Regions from separate parts of the Mus musculus genome. Here all the other regions are linked to region 2. Evidence: chromatin contacts called from public Hi-C, HiChIP or PLAC-seq and promoter capture Hi-C data. All regions are on one chromosome and are shown on one strand. The core of a region is the stretch at or near the end of the contact, and the rest is flanking DNA. Distances in the headings are between cores, read along the strand shown.

The links. Promoter capture Hi-C pulls out the DNA fragments that hold promoters and counts their contacts. Hi-C and Micro-C count contacts between places; a contact is called where the count stands out from the background. HiChIP or PLAC-seq counts read pairs in DNA pulled down with a chosen protein or histone mark.
Region 1: a FOXA1 HiChIP or PLAC-seq map of pancreatic cancer cells shows a contact between it and region 2. The contact joins the promoter of BC029722 here to the promoter of Raly in region 2. A contact is called at or near these places in 1 of 39 promoter capture datasets (pre-B cells), 1 of 115 datasets of contacts at active chromatin or transcription factors (pancreatic cancer cells) and 1 of 9 other capture datasets (liver).
Region 3: a promoter capture Hi-C map of neutrophils shows a contact between it and region 2, with 3 times the contacts expected there. The contact joins the promoter of Mapre1 here to the promoter of Raly in region 2. A contact is called at or near these places in 2 of 39 promoter capture datasets (neutrophils and pre-B cells).
Region 4: a contact with region 2 is called in a Hi-C map of B cells, with 6 read pairs. The contact joins the promoter of Commd7 here to the promoter of Raly in region 2. A contact is called at or near these places in 1 of 39 promoter capture datasets (hippocampal neurons) and 1 of 484 Hi-C or Micro-C datasets (B cells).

What each region holds. Positions count from the first base shown.
Region 1 is chr2:155,817,452-155,820,605 of GRCm38.p6, reverse strand. It overlaps BC029722 (cDNA sequence BC029722), which reads left to right and starts at 1,374. Exons shown (of 2, transcript NM_001384169.1): 1 at 1,374-1,440; 2 at 1,523-2,876. The coding sequence starts at 1,526. The coding sequence ends at 1,681. Mmp24 (matrix metallopeptidase 24) reads right to left here. Exons shown (of 9, transcript NM_010808.4): 9 at 2,240-3,154. Eif6 (eukaryotic translation initiation factor 6) reads left to right here. Exons shown (of 6, transcript NM_010579.2): 6 at 495-769. The coding sequence ends at 504.
Region 2 is chr2:154,789,616-154,793,096 of GRCm38.p6, reverse strand. It overlaps Raly (hnRNP-associated with lethal yellow), which reads right to left and starts at 1,987. Exons shown (of 8, transcript NM_001139511.1): 1 at 1,549-1,987.
Region 3 is chr2:153,739,818-153,742,816 of GRCm38.p6, reverse strand. It overlaps Mapre1 (microtubule-associated protein, RP/EB family, member 1), which reads right to left and starts at 1,530. Exons shown (of 7, transcript NM_007896.3): 1 at 1,398-1,530.
Region 4 is chr2:153,631,343-153,634,544 of GRCm38.p6, reverse strand. It overlaps Commd7 (COMM domain containing 7), which reads left to right and starts at 1,764. Exons shown (of 9, transcript NM_133850.2): 1 at 1,764-1,951. The coding sequence starts at 1,868.

The DNA.
Region 1 (3,154 bases), core at 125-2,624, 1.0 Mb before region 2:
GCTCCAGGCTCAGTGAGAGACCCTGACTCAAAAAGGAAAGTGAAGAAGCAGCCGAGGAAAGAGCTGACACGAGCCTGTGCATGCTGCACACAGTGAGCACCTCGGTTTCAGTATCATGAATGATTACTTCCTCCAATACCAGTGATCCACTTAATCCTTAGAGAGAGCACGTCTGTTTTTCAGTCTAGTATTTGTGACTTTTTGTATCAGCAGTAATGAAGAGTTCTGGAAAAGGAAGGCAGTTTTGGCCTTGGCCTGGTCTCTGAGAGGCTTGGTCTGGGCACATCCTGCTCTCACTGACTTTTCCTTGCTCCTGTCTCAAACGTGGGGAGTTTTAGGCTTGATCTTACACAGGATATAGTCAGTCTGGAACCCTGGAACAGGTGGGGTTCCAAGTGTGGCTTTTCAAGGACTGAACTAGAACAGGTCTAGGGTGGGGCCACGTGTACCTTGTAAAACAGCTCCTGATATGTAATCCATTCCTCTCTCTGCAGCCTCACATGAGTCACCGTCCATGCTGCCGTGTGGGCTCCTGCCTCTGGACTTTGGCTCATTTTCCATGCCTGAGCTAGTCTGTACCAGATGCTGGCAGTGGGGCATGGCAGAGCTCGGTAGAGCTGAATTGATTGCCCAACCCTTCACCTGTGCCATCTCTTGACAATTGTTACTGGAAAGCCTGCCCTGTCATGCTGGCTTTCAGTTCTTGTGGCTCTTGGATGAAAGTTCTGCTATCTTGTGCCCCACCCCATTAAAGGACTGCCTCCCACCATCCTCAGTGTGCTGTGTGTGTGTGTGTGTGGCCTCAGTTTGCAACACCTCCTTCTACAGCAGTTCCTGGGTTGTGGGGAAGTTGGGTGGGATGACATGCAGTGTTTTCCCTCAACAGGATGGGAGACCTGCAGGGGGTGGTGGAACACACCAGTAATCCCGGAGGCAGAGGGGATCTCCAGTTCATAGTCAGCCTGGCTACACACTGAGTTCTAGCACAGCTAGGGATACATAATGAGATCCCTCCCACCCCTCAAAGAAGAGATGAACAAGAGGAAGTAGTGCTGGCTTCTGGGTTCCATTTCAAGCCAGCTCCAGCCTCTCGGCCCTCCCTGGCCTCAGAATGAGACACCCAGCTCTTCTCCCTGCCAGGGCCTTTGTGAGGCCATAGGCACTCAGCTGCAGTGCATTCTGGTCCTGCCTGAATTTGAAGATGGGGTAGCCTCCTTGGGAAGCCAGGCCGCCTCCTGTGGCTCTAGCAGGGCCTTCTTCTAAGTGGGGCGGAGCCTTGGGCCCTGGGCGTGGTTGGCTAGTGGCCCTGCCTTTCCCGTGCTCACGGGGCCCGCCCCTGGCGTGCGAAGGCCTTCCTTCTCTGTCTCGGCTGCGTCATAACGCTGCTCCTCCCAGGCCAGACGGCTTCCGTGCAGCTCTGCTTTCACTTTACTGCCTGAGGTGAGGACACGCGCGGGTAGAGGGTGGTGATGGGTGGGGTGACACTTGCTCTGGCATGGTACCAAATGGGCTTCTATTACAGACCATGGGCGCTCTCCTGAGTGGTGGCCAGGATGGCCCGGAGCCCGCGCAGCCCCAGCCTCCAGCGCCGCAGGGTCCGCAGCAGCCTCAGCCGGAACCTGGCCCGTGGGGGCCACTGGACGACGTGCGCTTTCTAATCGCCTGCACGTCCTGGTACTGACCCGGCCACCCCTGGCCTTCATGCCCTCCTGGGCCTGGCCTGGCTTTTATCTCCTCACCCTGTGATTTCCTGTCTTACTCCCTCTGGGCAGAGATTCAAGAAAGATCGCGGAGACTGAAAGTCCCTCAGGGCCACCTCAGAGAATTGCACCTCAGCTTCAGACTTGACAGACCCCCGAACCAGCTCATTCCCACGCCCCCTTTCAGCTCTGTCCTTGGGCTGATTTCCTTAAGAGGAAGAGCCAGGATCAGATGAGGCGTCCTGGCAGGCTCTTGATGCTGTTGAATCCTGGTTTCCCCCTCGCTAGAACTGAGCTGCTGCCTGGCCATAGCCCCATGTGCCCTGTCTCCAGAGAAGTCTTGCCACAATGACCCTCCCGTACTCCTGAGGTTCCTGGGTGACGGGTTGGGGTGGGGTGGGGAGGACAGGACATTGATTGCTGGTTAGAAGATGCACGAGGCAACTGCAGAAGTACACTCCCAGGGTACCCTTTTCTCCCTGAAACTTCTTACGGGCACACATATGCCCTGGTCTTTGTTCCCATACCCCAGGGGAAAAAACACTGTATTTCTGTTTTATTTAGAAATGATTTAAAAAACATTGTACAAAGGCTGATCAGTTTAAAATGTGACCGACACTGAGATGCTGTGATGTCACCCAGGCCGAGGGGAAGCTGAGCTCTGGGGGCTCTAGTACTTTGCCCCTCTGACTGCTCTGACCTGGGCTGATGGACAAACAGATGACCGCAGGCAGAAGAATCCAAGATTGGAAGCCTCTAGGCTGAGCCCTCTCTGGGCCCGGCCCTGTGTCCCTCACATCTGCAGCCTGGGCTGCCTGCCTCCATCCCCTGCTCTTTCGCAACTGGCCTTGGAATGCCAGGAGCCAACAGGGAGCCTGCGGGGCCTAGAGCTTTCAAGAAGTGAGCACCAACCTGAGGAGAGGGACCAGGGGACTGGGGGAGGGAGGCCCAGAGGAGAGGACTAGAAGAGACAGTTTTCTCGGACCCTGGAAGGGCCCACTGATGGGGACACAAGACCCAGCCAGGGCCACCTGGATGGCAGGGGCAGATAATAAGACCTCCTTGTGCTTCATCTGAGGGTAAGATGAGTGCTACCCTCAGCCTCTCTCAGAGCCTACAGGAGTTTCATGTGAGTGGACAGCTGTGAGCTAATAAAGTGCTTTGCAAAGTATAAAACGCTGTACAAACCTATGAATCACTAAATCTCTGCAGTTGTTCCCCGCCTGCCCCAGGGAGCCTGCCCTTGGCCAAAATGAGCAAGAACACAATGGTGAGATGGGACACAGTGGACCCACATAGGTGCTTCTGGGACAAGAGATTTTACTCAACAACTCCCAGGGCATCAAGAGTCTCTGTCTGTGCTACAGGGCGAGAGACCACAGGGCAGGGGCAAAGCCCATGCAGGCTCAGAGGTCAGAGTTGGTATCTGTGACCCACTAGCACCCTGATGGCCG
Region 2 (3,481 bases), core at 738-3,237:
GTGGTTTATCGAGCCATCAACCTCCTATGTTCCACCATTACTGTATCCTAGACTCTGAAGGGATGGAGGAAACACAGTAGACCTACAGGTCCAAGGAACTAATGCAAACCTGTGAACCTTCTCAAGAACCAGATCCCAGCAGCCAGTATCAAACTCACTGCAAACACACTGCAAAAGGAAAACAGGTGCCAAAGTTAAGTTTAGCTCTCTTTAATCCCTCTAGGCCATGTTGGAAGACAAAAGAAAAATAACACTATCTGAAGGCAGGGAGTTAAAGATGACTGGAGCTGCCTACATTTCTGACTGACTGATCGCTAGGACTGAGGTGGGGGGATGATGGAGACATGCAATAAACAAAGTAAAGGGTGGACTTCCGTGAGGTCCTGAAGCTAAACACCTCAGAACTATGTTTGAGACTTAAGATCTCTGGACCAGTCTAAGCACAACACCAGCAAAAACATTTCCTCCTAACCACTTTCCCTCAGAGTTCTGATAGCAACAAAAGGAGATTTTATCTATGGCAGATCAGTCCCTGTCTCTCAGTCAATGTCTCAGAGAGGAGCCTACCTTTCTTACCTATACGGTGTTAAGACTAACGGTAAATCAAAATGCCCTCTGCACAAAGAGATTTCCTATCAGGAAATAAGTAACGGTTACTAACAGCTTTGTACTTCTACGGCGGTTTCATGTCTCTGAACCTTGATTTCTGCTCCTGTGAGCAGGGACAGCTCTGGAAGACCGGTGTGGACATGAGGCGATACATTCACGAAGTTCCTGGGTCAGTCTCGTTAAACGTTACCTGTTGGCATTTAACGCTTCTGCCCTGTACTAACTCCCTCCCTGAATTCACTAACACCCGGAGAGGCTGCGTTCCTCCTTGACCCCATTTCACCCAGGTGAAAACTGAGGCTCGGGCTGGAGCAAAGTGGGGGACGCGGCCCCCCAGTTCGAGGGCTGGCCGTTCCCTTCCGCGCTCCACAAGACACCGAGCAAAGGCTAGGCAAGGGTAGCGAGAAAGGCGCTCAGACAGACCCGTGAGGGAAAAGAAAGGACCAGTTTTGCGCGCCTAAGGGAACCTCAAAGAGCTGGACCGACTGGAAAGCCGGAAGAAACCCGGGGCCCCAATCCAGGCCAGAGCCAGGCCCCAGCCCGCCCGAGGCCTCCCCGGCGCAACCTCCGCTCCCTCCCCTCCTCCCCTCGCCGGTCGGGGCGGGGCGCAGCACAAAAGACTCCAACTTCCGAGCGGGCACCGGCCCACCCCCAACTCCCGGCCCGCGCCCGGCCGACCGACCGGAGGCGAGCTGCGAATACCAGGCGTCCAGGGGCGGGCGCGCGTGGCCCCGGGGCAGGCGACCCGGGGCGGCGGGCCCGGGAGGGAGCACAGAGGGAGGGGGCCGAGAGTTACTCCGGCTCCCAGGACTCCCGGGACCGCGGAGAGAAAGAGTTTCTAAAAATAGGCACCGGCCCGCCCGAGGAGGTGAGGAACGAAAAAGGCACACGGAACAGCCCGCCCGCACTCCTCAGGAGCGGCCCGCGGCCCCCACTCACCCGCGCCGAGGTCTGGAGGAAGCCGCGCGGCACCGAAGGGCGACGGCGCGTCTGCTCTCGGAGGGCGGGAGGGAAGAGGCGGCCCTGGCCGCCGCGTGAGGAGCCCGAGCACACGCGCGAGAGTCGCGACCGCTTCCGCCCCCTCGGCTTCCCTCGGCTCCGCACCCCGCGCCGCTCGCGCGCCCCGCCGCACTGACAGAGGCGCGAGCCCCGCAGCCGCGAGTCCTTCGCTCGGCCGCCACCAATGGGGCGAGCGCGGGGAGGGGGAGTGCTGGACAGGCGTCTGCACTCGGCCTGCCCGCCGCCCCGGCTCCTACCCGGTTCTCCTCTCGGTCCTCCGAATAGGATCCTGCCACCCGAGCACTCAGTCCCCAGCGCCGCCCTGCACGGGCCGGGCTCTCCAAACGCGTGGGCTCCCTGCACACCCCTCGCGCCGGGCTTTGGAAAGGTCCAGAGCTTCGGCGCGCAGAGGAGGAGGGCGGGGCCGGGGCGGGGTCTAGCGTGGGGTGGGGGGACGGAGGAGGCAGGCGGGGCTGAGGGAAAGGAGTTTGTGGCTTCCACCAGCCGGGTGCTGAAGGCGGGGCGGAGGGGGTCCCGAGGGCTGACGGGCGGGAGGACACGAGGGAGGAGCAGCAGGCTGAGGGCGGAGCCGGGGTGGGGGGGAAGAGCGTGCCCAGGGGAGGAGTCTGAGGGGCGGAGCTTGGGCCTACGGAAGCGGAGGCGGTGCTAAGAGGTTGCCGCCGGTCTGCAGGAGGTGGGCCTTGGTAACACCGCGGGCAGGACAGTCGGAGGTAGACCCTGGGCGGGAGCCGGAAGGAGGAAGATCCTAAGGGAGGAGCGCGGCGCGGGGGTGGCGCTTGATTGGGCGAGGCCTGGAGATGGAGCCCTCTCTGTTAGCTGGAGGCGGTGCGGCAGGGGCCAGAAGCAATTGGAGCGGTTATTTCACTTTCTAGGAATTAGAATGCTACCATTCGCTGGGAAGGCTTGGGGTTGGGCGGAGACGCTTCGATGTCTGGGGTCTCTCGTCAAAGGTGGAAAAAAAAAAAGCCTGATTAAGTAGTTTTGCCCTTATGGGATGAAATGTTTTCTTACTTAATCTGGGTGTTGGTTCTTCCTCCTAAATATTTATCATGTCAGGATCTCCCATTTGAATCAGTTTTTCAGTCTCCTGTCTCTCCCACTTACATCCCCAATTTGCCTCTCCAGACCATCAGGGGGTCTTCTGAGAGCAAAGAGGACCATTGTCAGCTATAGTCACAAATCTCCCAGAAAGCTGGAGACGTACTTATTTGTATTCCCCATTCCCTTCAGACCTGTGATTTCATTACCTGTTGGGAATTAGGACAGAGTTTGAGGCAGGGTCTCTGTAGCCCGGGCCAGCTTTGTACTTGCTCTGTAGCCGAGAATAATCTTGAACTCCTAATCCTCCCTGCTTCTGCCTTCCAACTGCTGGCATCACAGCGAGGCCAGGCCTCTTGAGTTCGGGAATGGGTGATTCAAACAGGTTCTCAGCCTTGAAGAGCAATCAGTCTTACTCACTAAACCATCTCCCCAGCGCCAAGACCAGGAATTCTTTACTGGTTTTTGTACATTACTGTGTTTCCAGACCTACTATGGTGATCAATAAACACTTCCATCAATCAGTCCAGCCCCTACCAACCTCCTCTGCTTTTTCTGGTTTTATCCAGCTCCTCACTTCCCTCTCTGTGTAACAGTCTTCCTATATTTGCTCAAATATACCATCTATTCTTTGTTGGGTTTCCTTGTCCGTTTGTTTTTTCAAGACAGGGTTTCTCGGGGTAGCCTTGGCTTTCCTGGAATTCACTCTGTAAACCAGGCTGGCCTCCACCTCATGTGCCACCACCGCTAGACTTTGGATATAGCAATCTATTAACTAACACCTCAGGCAGCCTTTTCACTCATCCCATATTCA
Region 3 (2,999 bases), core at 281-2,780, 1.0 Mb after region 2:
TACCTCCCAAGTGTAAGGACTACAGGCATGTTCACCACACTTGGCTCCCTACCCACTTCAATTCAGTGTAGGATAAAGTACACCCTATTCCTCTCCAAGTACCATCCAGAGTCCTATGGAAAGGCAAGAGGGAGGTGGCACTAAAAAGAGCTATGTGACCCTGTATGAAACATGTCTCCTTTCCTCAGAAATGGCTTACCTGTAAAATGAATAAGACCCTACCTTCCTCACAGAGCTGTGGTAAGTATCAGAAAAGCACACCGCCTCCCAAGCTTCTATGTCCTGGCACTTTGACACCACAAAAGTATGAAACAGTTTCTAGATGGAGAAGGAGGAGTAGCACACAGGATATGACTCTGGAGTTGAGTTACTTGCTGGACAACGTAAGGCAAGTCCTTTCCCTACCCAAAGTCTCAGACTCGCCTCTGTAAAAGAATGATGAGCAGCTCAGCACAGTGGGGGAACTGCAGTCACCTCTCAGCCCCACAGAGAAAATAAAATGAGCAAAACACAACAGAGGGGAAAGAAAGAGAATAAAGATAGCATCTTTTCAAGGCAATGTGACTATTAAATGACACAATGCTACATCAAGCTCTTAACACAATGCCTTATACACAAGTGCCCATTAAAGAGCTATCTTGATTAATGCTAGTCAAGACATCCCATCACCGGCAGACATCAGGCCTAGCTGAACTTCCCTCAATGGGCCACCGGATCCTCATCGCCAAGATGCAGAGGTCAGGCTATACCCTGCAGTACTGGTATCGCCCTTTTACAGTAATTACAGAAATTATCTTGGCCATGTATTCATTTTCTTGCTTCCTGGCTCTCTACCCACAAAGCAGACTCCTAGAAAGCATGTCTTTGCCTGTCTACTCCCTGATGAGACCGGGGCCTAGCATTTACTAGGCACTCAACCACCACCCGCGGACCGCCTGACTTCTGCCAGGCACCGAGCTGAAACCTTTCTGTGCTTAATTCTACTGTCTCCATTTTACGGAGGAGGAAACTGAGGCACGGGGAGGCTGAAGCGCCTGCCTAAGGTCGCACTCTGCGGCCAACTCCGCGGACCAACTCCCACCCATTATGCAACGACGCCTCCTACACCCAGGGTCCCCACCGCGCCCCTCGCGCGCGCGCGCGCGCGCCCGTGGGCACACACCCTCCAGGCCCAGCCGCAAAGTCAGGACTTCGCCGGTCACCACTAGGCAGCCCCCACTTCCGGCCCACGCCCCGCCCCCGGGACAACGGAGCGCGCGCCCCCGGCCCAGGCCGCGCACCGGATCGCGGCCCCGCCCTTCCCCCCCACTGCCCGCGCGGCTCCGCACTGCTCACGAGGAGCCGCCTCCCGTGAATTCCCGACTGCTGCCGCCGCCCGGGCCCGCCAGCCGCCTCACCGGCTTTCTCAGGACCCGCGTCCGCCGTCCGCGCGCCCGGCTCCGGTTCCGTCTTCGTCTCGTTCAAACCGTCGGACCCCGCCCGCCCGCGCGCGATGACCTCACACGCACCCCGCCGTGACGCGCCGACGCAGGGGCTCGTCATCTCCCGCCCGGCCTTTTATAGAGACGGACTGGCCTGCGAGCCGGAGGCGGGGCCGAATGCTTGATCGACAGCTGGCATGCCCGGGGGCGGGGAGCAAGCCTGTTGGGCACGTGGTCAGTTGCGACCAATGACGTGTGAGTCCTCTGAGGAGGCGGAGTCCAGTTGCACATTCTGGTTTGCTGTAGCCCAGAAGAAAATTCGTTTGACCAAGATGGATTAATGAATAGGCTCGGGAGGAAGGTTAGCTCGCCTAGCATACATGAATCCCTGGTTTCAGTCCCCAACACCACAGATGGCAGCTGTGGTGGAACACACCTATCTTGCCAGCAAATCGTTTTGTCATCATCCCAGACCCTCTCTCTGGGAGTTCAGCCTGAGGTACACGAGACCCTGTCTCAGAAAGAAAAAACTGGGAGTGCTAGGCCACTCGTGTACACTTGGACAGGAAAGAGAATCACTGTAAATTCAAGGCCAGCCTGGTCTACAGTAGCAAGCTAGCCAGAGCTACACAGCGAGATCTGGTCTCAACAAAGAAAAAATGGCCATCGAAATGCTTTAGCAGGTGCATGCCCCCAAACCTGACAACATGAGTTCAAACCCCAGGACCCACTGATAGAAGGTGAGACGCGAGTCCTGCAAGTTGTCCTCTGACTAACACACATGGGCAGTGCCACTCGCATGCCTACACACACGCAAATATGCCCACAAATAACTGTGGTGGTATGAACGTTTAATCCCAGGACTCAGTAGGTAGAGACAAGAGAATCTCTGAGATCAAGGCCAGCCAGAGAGCTACACAGTTATTGTTTGCCTTTAAATTTAAAAAAAAAAAAAAAGATTTGGCGCCTGTTTTAGTTAGTGTTACAATTCCTGTAATGAAACATGACCAAAGCAACTTGGAGAGGAGAGTGCTTATTTAGCTTACTCTTCCATATTATCTCTGTTCATCACTGAAGGAAAACAGGGCAGGAACCTAGAGCCAGGAGTGGATGCAGAAGCCATGGAGGGATGTCGGTTACTAGCTTACTCCTCATGGCTTGCTCAGCCTGCTTTCTTATACAACCTGTCTTAGTCAGGGTTTCTATTCCTGCACAAACATCATGACCAAGAAGCACTTGGGGAGGAAAGGATTTATTCAGCTTACTCTCCCACATTGCTGTTCATCACCAAAGGAAGTCAAGACTGGAACTCAAACAGGTCAGGAAGCAGGAGCTGATGCAGAGGACATGGAAGGATGTTCTTTACTGGCTTAGTTCCCCTGGCTTGCTCAGCCTGCTCTCTTATAGAACCCAAGAATACCAGCCCAGAGATGGTCCCACCCACAAGGGGCCCTCCCCACTTGATCACTAATTGAGAAAATGACTTGCGGCTGGATCTCCTGGAGGCCTTTCCCCAACTGATGCTCCTTTCTCTATGATAACTCCAGCTGTGTCAAGTTGACACAAAACTAGCCAGTA
Region 4 (3,202 bases), core at 515-3,014, 1.2 Mb after region 2:
AAGAGGCTGGCAGATAGATTCCCTGATCTGAAAGTCAGCCTGGTCTACAAAGCAAGTTTCAGGACAGCCAGGGGTACACAGAGAAACCCTGTCTCAAAACAAACAAAAGCAACAAGGAAAGATCTGAGGCCAGCCTCGACTATATGGTGAGTCCTTGGAGTCTAAAGGAAAGAAGAGCAAGCATAGTAGCCCAGGCAGGCCTGCAATCCCAGCATTTAGGAAGTAGACAGGAGCATACACTGCAAACTCAAGCTAGCTCGGTTCCTGGTCTACATAGTTTGGGGCAGCTACATGGCTAGACCTTAGGGGCAAGGTCTAGCAAAGGGTGGAAGAGAAAGAAAGAAGAACTAATTTGCAGGGATGTCCACCCTCTTGCCACTGCCACAGGACATTGTCATTTACAAAGTTCACACCTGAGGCTTGAGAATTGAGCAATTAAATTACAAAAGAAAACTACAAAAGGAAAGCTTATAATTTTTTTGTTTTTCTTTGAGATTGAGTTTCTATGTAGGTCTGGATGGCCTGGAACCCATGGTGTAGACCAGGCTGGCCTCAAACTTACAGAGATCCACCCCTATCTCTGCCTCTTGAATGCTAGGATTAAAGGTGTATACGACCACCTTTCATGTTTTAAGTAATTAAAGTTTTGTGTTGGAACAAGTCATAACTGTCCTTGGTCACCTGCGTCCTGTGAGCTGCACATTCTTAGATATGCTTAGTCTCAGGGTGAAAGCTTTTTATCAATGTTTTCCAAAGGGAAACTTTTCAGAGAAGTGCCAGAAGGACAGCCAATTCTAACCCCAGGTTTCCAGGGTACTCAGGCTAGCAATGCCAGGCACAGCCCTTGCGTAGCACCCAGGGAGTATATACCCCTATTTTCTCAGGTCTAATGAGGGTGAACTCAGCACTCACCCAGTGGCTGCAGAGAACTCAGGCTTGGGTCTTTCCACCTTGCCAGGGATTGAGTTCTGAAGGTGAACGGGCTGGGTACGTGCTCTGAGATTGACCCCAGCTCCGTCATGATTGCCTTGGGTCTCACTATCTCAACCCTTCTGACCACCACCTCGCCCAAGGCTCTCAACATTCCTTAGCTGGATCAAATTCCTCTATTCCAAAGGCTCTCCAAGTGTGGTTCCTGGGAATTAATGGGAAATGTACATTATCCAGCTGTTCCCCAAGCCTTTCTGCTCAGAACTCAGAGATTGGGGGTGGGACCCAGCCATTGGCGGTTTCATGAAATTGTCCAGATGACACTAATGCCTGTCCAAGTCTCAGATCTGCTTCTTCACTCTGGTGTAGACTCTCAGAGGGACACCATAGTCTGGTTTATGCCCTTCCCTGTTATCAGTGCTTGGCCTCTGGTGGGCATTTAGTATTTTCTGGGAGCTTTTGATGTAGCTCAGTGGCATAGTCCTTGCCAAGTCTGTGTGAAGATCCAGAACCAATCCTCCACACCAAATGTATAGAGGAGATAGAAAAAGAAAAATGGTTGATATATTCGATAGGTAGATGTACCCTATGTTTAACAGCAATGGGGTGGACAGCAACCAGCAACTGTGGAAGACCTGTGCTCCAGGCTCTGAGCTCAAAAGTTTGGGGAGGCTGAAAACCGCAGCAGCCACCCTAGATAATACAATTCTGTGAAACTGAGGCTCAGATGGGACAAGTGCTTTATATTCAGGGTCTCCCAGGCAGAGACTTGGAATCTTACTGGGTTGCTCAGAGCGGTTCCTGGAACCCGGCGGTCGCGCGTGCGCTGTCACGAGAACCGCGGCTGGGAGTGTGGCGAAAGTGCGGCTGCGGAAGCGCAGCGAGACCCGGGTGGAGGAAGCGAGCGTCGCTGCCCGGTTGCGGGGTTCCTGGCACCATGGGCCGCCTGCACTGCACGCAGGACCCGGTGCCCGAGGCCGTGCGCGGAGACATGCAGCAGCTGAACCAGCTGGGCGCTCAGGTGGGGCTCGCCTGGACGGGGGCGGGCGGGCTCAGGAATGGGCGGACGCACTCCGGAGGTGGGGACTTAGATTTGTAGGCTCCTAGAGGAGGGAATGAGGGGATTCCAAGCGGCCCCCGGTTTGAATAGATTAGGGAGGGCAAATCGACTGCAAACGGGTTGTGGGTGTCAGTGTGGTCCGGCCTAAGTGGGGCCCTGGGCCTGAGCCGGAAGAGGCTCAGACAGGACCGGTGACCACACCCCTTTCCAATCCAGGAAAGGAACCATGCCTGTTTTGAAGGCCTGGTCCCTGTTGCAGAGCTCCGAATGCCACCTCCTATTCACATTGCAGGAATTGGCCAAGTGAGGGGCGTCTGCACGGAATAAACGGGTGACAGTGGTCCTTGTCAATGCCGGCACTTAGGAGGTGGGACTTAGGATCCAGCTTTCACTAAGTATCTTTTTTGGTTGGTTGGTTGGTTTGGTTTTTTTTTTTTTTTTTTTCCGAGTCAGGATTTGCCCTTGCTGTGCTGGAACTCACTCTGTAGACCAGGCTGGCCTCGAACTCAGAAATCCGCCTGCCTCTGTCTCCCAAGTGCTGGGATTAAAGGTGTGTGCCACCACCGCCCGGCTTGATTAAGTATCTTGTTCAAGCCTCGTCTGAACATCATGAGACCTCCTGTCAAAAAAACATTTAAAATAGATAAATAACCCTTCGTCCCTCAAGATGTTTCCCTGACGGGGTCTTAGCTTCCCAGGAAGTGGGGCCCTCAACCCCAGACACACACAGGCCAGTTTGAAGAATTAAAAACAAACAAACAAACAAACACAGAGTAGTATTCACCTTAACTTCAGCATTTGGAAAGCCAAGGCAGGTCGGTCTCTTAATTCATGAGTTTTAGACTGTCCAGAGCTGCATAGTGAGACCCTATATCAAAATAAGTAAATAACAAAAATAGAATTTATTAGTAGTCCATACCTGTCATTGCCACCTCTTGAAAGAAAGGTGGAAGCAGAAAAATTGCAAAACTGGAACCAGGAATTCACAACCAAATGTCTAACTTCAAAGGCCAGGGAAATGGCTAGATTTTGCTGTTGCCACTGATTTCTGGAAGACTCCTATTTGGAGGGGTTAGAGGAGGAGAAAGAGAGATTCTACTGATTTTTTTTTAAAGGTTATTTCAAAGTATTACATTTTATATGTTGTGGGGGAGGTCAGAGAACAACCTAAGGAAGTGAGCTTTGACACTTCTTTGTGTAGGTTCCAGGGAT